Regions from separate parts of the Rattus norvegicus genome. Here region 2 is linked to region 1. Evidence: chromatin contacts called from public Hi-C data. All regions are on one chromosome and are shown on one strand. The core of a region is the stretch at or near the end of the contact, and the rest is flanking DNA. Distances in the headings are between cores, read along the strand shown.

Evidence for each region. Hi-C and Micro-C count contacts between places; a contact is called where the count stands out from the background.
Region 2: a Hi-C map of psoas muscle shows a contact between it and region 1, with 7 times the contacts expected there. The contact joins two enhancer-like sites. A contact is called at or near these places in 2 of 12 Hi-C or Micro-C datasets (hepatocytes and psoas muscle).

Annotation. Positions count from the first base shown.
Region 1 is chr13:67,838,142-67,840,841 of GRCr8, forward strand. Lamc2 (laminin subunit gamma 2) reads right to left here. Exons shown (of 24, transcript NM_001100640.2): 22 at 1,630-1,788; 23 at 1,440-1,539. Among named protein-coding and RNA genes, the nearest start is that of Lamc2, 55 kb to the right of the region's middle. Within about 2 kb of position 1,335, at least 18 of the 93 cell types and tissues checked have an H3K27ac peak or open chromatin away from gene starts, as enhancers often do.
Region 2 is chr13:67,977,350-67,980,160 of GRCr8, forward strand. The region is part of intron 1 of Lamc1 (laminin subunit gamma 1); the gene reads right to left. It also overlaps the pseudogene LOC134481569. Among named protein-coding and RNA genes, the nearest start is that of Lamc1, 73 kb to the right of the region's middle. Within about 2 kb of position 1,297, at least 34 of the 93 cell types and tissues checked have an H3K27ac peak or open chromatin away from gene starts, as enhancers often do.

The sequences.
Region 1 (2,700 bases), core at 85-2,584:
TAAATGGCCATGCCCCGAGAACTCTGGCACAGTACCTGACAGGTAGTAAATGGTTAGCACTCCCCACTCCCCTCCCTCCCACTCATGTTCCCTTTAAAGGCTCCATTGATTTCATTACCGGGTTTTTAGAATGCTAAGCCACTGCTAAAATCTCAACTGGGGAGATCGTATCTTTAATCTTTAGAGGGCATTTTACTCTCCGGGTCTTACGGGATCACAAACAGACCCATTAGTGCAACAGCACAGACAATACTGGCCTGTCAGTGTGACAATAATCCTCTTCCACAGGGCAATCAGGTATTGGAATTGTTCTACTGAACCGGTGAGACACAGCTAAGGCTTCTCCTGGATGTCATGGGAATACGTGACCCAGTTCCTAGTTCCTATCCACTGCAGTCTCCGTTGATGAGGGAACCCTATTAACTACTTAGATTTCAATGTTTTAAACAAGTATTTATATGTGCATATGCACGCATGCGTGCATGCGTGTGTGTGTGTGTGTGTGTGTGTGTGTGTGTGTGTATGTGTGTGTACTCGCAAGCGTGTATGTGTGTTCATGTTCTACATGTACATGGGTGCCCGTGGAAGCCAGGGAGGATAGCTATCAGATGCCCCTGTAGTAGAGTTACAGATGCCCGACATGAGTCCTGGGAACAAAAAAGGGATCCTCTTGAAGAAAAAACAAATGTCGCTGGACAGGGAGCCATCTCTGCAGCCCCCAGATTTAGCCCTTTAATTAGCATCAGTTTTCTTTGGGTAACAACTATGGGGAAACCGACTCCCTGTCATACTGTGTTAGGAAATCTCTTCTATCCCCAAATCCACAGTATCTCCTGCTCTTAGCACATTTCCTCCAGGTTATTTATCCAAGAGGATCCTCTTTTCCCAGTTGGTCGTAATAGGTATAGGTTGGTTTAGGGAGGAATTTGTCAAATTCAGCAGATGGTCCTTTGGACTAAGGCAGCCCATGGCTCCTCGCCTTTCCCTCCCCACTTCTCCTGCCTCATAACTGGCTCCAGTCTGCTTTCAACAGTTCCCACATGGCCTTCTTTGCCTCTAAGCCCCCCTCAACTTCTCCTCTCTAGTGCAGTGATGCGGTTACTCTCCTCCTTAAAACTGCCCAGGGGCTCCCTCAGACTCAAGACCAGACTCCTCGGCAAGACCCTCAAGCTGACCAAGCTTCTGGGAATTTCCTGGAACACACCCAGTGCTCTGACTCACAGATCTTCACTTCCAGATTACAACTGTTCCGTGACTCATCTTAGAGATGGTAAAACAGAGAAAATGTATTGCAACCTGGCCCAAGTGTCTGGGCCCTGAGACAAAGCAGATTTCCAGATGGTCTCAAGGAAAGTTGAGATCCCCATCCATCCCGACTAAGAATATCGAGTCCTCTGGGGACAGTCCCGGGGCTGGAACGCTGTGGCTGCTCCACAGACCTATTAGGCGCAGGATGCCTTCCAATGTGTTGAGCGTGTCTTGGATCGTAACTCCCGTGCTCTTGGCTCTGGCATCAGCTTGCTGGGCTTCAGTAATCACCTGAGGACAAGTGAGCACAAAGGTGTTCTGAGAGGTTCTTTTTGTCTTGGCAACTAAAGAGAGCTCACGTGGGAAAACACCGGCACTCACCAGCTGCAAGGAGTCTTTATCCGTGTGGAACTCAAGCTCCTTCCTGGCCAACTCCCCTTCCACCTCTCTCATCTCGCTCTTCAGAGTGGCCAGTCCCTTTTCCATGGCCAAGGCCCCATCTGCTGTCACATTGGCTTCCAAGTTCAGACTCCCTATCTCCTGGGAGAATAAAAAGGAGCCAGGGACGGAAGGAGAGGGAGGGTGAGGCTCAAAACATCCCAAGGACAATTGTAGAAAAAATACAGCTGTGCCTGGCCCTGATGGAGCAAAGTCAGATGAACAATGAGGGAGTCAGACTTGGGGTCACGCCCTTCCCCAGGCTGGCCCTCAAGCAAGTTAGTTCTAGGTTAGCTCTCTAGAGACTAGGAGGGTCAGTGCAGAAACACTGGTTCCCTTTCAGTTCAGGGCCTAGAAAAATTTTAACACAATCAGGAAAGCATTTGAGCAAATCCAGAGGGCAAGAAACATCATTCTCTGACACTCACAGTCTTTATTGCCCTGGTCTTTGGAACAGCTTTACAAGGATTTCCCCAAGACGGTTATACTTGGAATACCGACCTTGAATTAGCTATACTGGTGGGTTTGTCTTTGCAGGGAAAAAGCTCATCAATACCTTTATCGATCAGCTATAATTAAACAATTGCAGGTGTCTTTATGTTAGATGCCATATAAAGGAAGGTTTATCAAACTGTCCTCAAGGAGAATTATTAGGACTTATTTCTGTAGGTTACCAAGTAGTCTAAAAGTGAGGTTGAATAGTCTAGATGCCCAAGACTTCTTGAATTCCTGGAGAGGCACCAGCTTCCTAGAAGTAAGCATGAAGGAGCTCTCTCTCAGCCAAAGAAGCATTGCTTCACTGTAGCTCTAAGCACAGCGTAGCTGGCTACCCCAGTTCTCTGAAGTGCTCCTTCAAGCAAGGAACTAGATAGTTCTTATCTCTGTCCCTAGTACCATGCAGGCACCGTGGAGGACAGACTAAAATGAGGCTGAGCTGAGACATAGGTTATAGAAGGCTCTAGAGCTCAGGGATTTCATACCAAGAATCAAAACGCTGATGATGACAATTGTTAC
Region 2 (2,811 bases), core at 47-2,546, 140 kb after region 1:
TCCGCACTGGCAAAGTAAAAACTAACTCATTGGTAGGCAGATAGAAAATAAGTCCAGGTTCTGATGTCCGATCTAGGGAGTCTGCCCCACTATCGTTTCATCATGGGATCAAGCAAAACTAGACACTATGCCTTTAAGCCAGATCGGATGACTGAGGAAATCCTAAATTCTGAATGCATCACCTCCTCCATCTCCTGCCATTACCATGGCATTAAGAAGACGACAAGCCATGGGTACACGCACCCTACAGAAATACTTAGACAAGCCATGGGTACACACACCCTACAGAAATACTTAGACAAGCCATGGGTACACACACCCTACAGAAATACTTAGACAAGCCATGGGTACACGCACCCTACAGAAATACTTAGACAAGCCATGGGTACACACACCCTACAGAAATACTTAGACAAGCCATGGGTACACACACCCTACAGAAATACTTAGACAAGCCATGGGTACACGCACCCTACAGAAATACTTAGACAAGCCATGGGTACACGCACCCTACAGAAATACTTAGCTTCTGAGAGTTCTGCTGCCCCACTTCCTCCCCTTGTACGTTTTTCCCTTAAACAAACAAATAAACAAACAAACAAAAACACCCTCAAGTGCAGATGTTTAGAATGAAACACTCAAAATTAATTCATATTTTCTGCTCTGAATCCTACAGTCCACGCTGCTGAAGGGATGAGACAAGAGGAGCGGCTGTCTGAACAATGGGAACGCAGCCATGCTTCCAGCAGGGCCAAGCCAAGGAATTCTGCTCCAGCCTCCTACATGGTAAAGTATTTCTAATCTCCCTGAGTAGGGAGAAGCTCTTCCTGTCTTGGAGTTGGATGCAAACACTGACTGCCGGGGAACATAAACGTCTCTCTGTTATGTGCGGTTCAGAAGAATTCCATGAGGACTTTGTGAAACAACTGCCCTTACAGTTCACTGAAGAATGACAACGGTCATACAGGACTTTCCAGGATTCCAAAGTGCCTTCCAAGGGCTGAATCAGAACAAAGAAGCACATGAGGTGCCACGGGGTTCACTACTGAACGGACAGGCTAACTCTCTAGAAATCAGAAACTCAGCACTCTCTCTGAAGTCAAGTGTGACACCAAGACAGTTGCACAACCGTCCATCAGAGATGGTGTGTGTTTAGGCTACTAACTAGGACTCTCCAAACAGTTAACACAAACAGTAGACGCAGAAAGCAACTGTTTGAAAACGTTCTCAGGGCTGTGAGCGGCGAGTTCCCAGGACAACATGTCCAGCTGCACACCAGCTGTCACTGTCGCACCTCAGCGATGACTACACAGAAACACAGCCCAGCCAATCCACACAGTCCAGAGCCAAGCCAGGGCTGGGATTTGGGATCTTCGAGCCAACCCACTAGAAACCACTAGAACAGTTAAGCACACCCAGGATGTGCTGAGGTGACCCCAGTGAGTTCAGCACGGTCATCCCTACTACCGAGAACTTGGTCCTGGGGGCCTGAGTGAAGAGCTGGGCTCTTTCTACTGCCTTAGGCATCATCTTTCAAATAGAATATTGAAAGAGAGGAAGGAGGGGAAGAGGAAAAGGGGGAGGGGGGGAGCAAGTCATTTCTTTCCCTTAGATTTCAGCAACCGTTCATGATCTTACCCTTTGTCAAGTAACCAAATACTATCAGAAAAAAAGGCGTAGCCCCACAGACAGTACATTTAAACTACTACAATTCACAAACAGGACAACCTCAACAGTTTTCTAGCAAACAGTAATCTTCAACTAAACTTATTATAACAAAAAAACAATGGAGCTTTTTTTTTTTTGGTTCTTTTTTTTCGGAGCTGGGGACCGAACCCAGGGCCTTGCGCTTCCTAGGCAAGCGCTCTACCACTGAGCTAAATCCCCAGCCCCACAATGGAGCTTTCAAGTTGAGAAAGTCTCCTCTCAAATGCAGGGCCCAGGCCTTCAGTGGTCTTTATTTTCCAAGTGTGTGTAATGAGCTCTTCCTGTCATGTGTGTGCCACACTAAATGCAAAGACAGAATATGGAAAGATAAATTATTTAGATTTCTCTTCTAAAAATTAATCTACACACCAAAGGCTATCTAGAAGAACAATGGCACCGGTCAGTGTGGAGCTAAAGAGAAGAATGTGTTTTTGAAGTCGATGATTGGGTTTTGGAGATGAAAACATCCCAATTTCTAAGGGAATTAGATTTTTCCATAAAGTATCAAACTTAAAGTTTTGGTAAAGGACACAATTCTGCCCTCTCCCTACTGTTCTGCCCAAAACCACCTGGTACCATCCGAAGAACAGAATCTTCAAAGGCTCCATATCCTCCAGTAAACTGGAAGAACACGCTATTGTGACTCGACCTGTTTATTCGACATGGCCACGTTCGTCAGACAGCCACTGCACAGACAGAGAGACTTCTTAACTAACATTAAAGTGTCAACCATGCTTGGAAGGTCATTTAAAATAGGTGCAAATCGCCATCAGAGACTGACATTTTCCATTACAAAACATCAGATATATTTATCCTAATCCGGGTACCTCCTCTGCCACTTCATGTTATAGGTTCAGCAAAAGAGATTAGATCACCAAGTGAAAGTCCAAGCCAAGCGCTGGCCGGACACATGGCTGATTAACCATCATGCTTACAAGACTTAATACAGGCCCTGATTCAGGCTAGTGGGTCACAACATGCCTGAAATCCTCGAGCTGAGCTAAAGGCATGAGGCCACTCCTTCCTCCCACTCGTCCACACACTCAGGAAAAAAAAAAAAAAGAATCTATTCACTCTGCTAAGCCAAGTTCTAGCTGTGGGAAC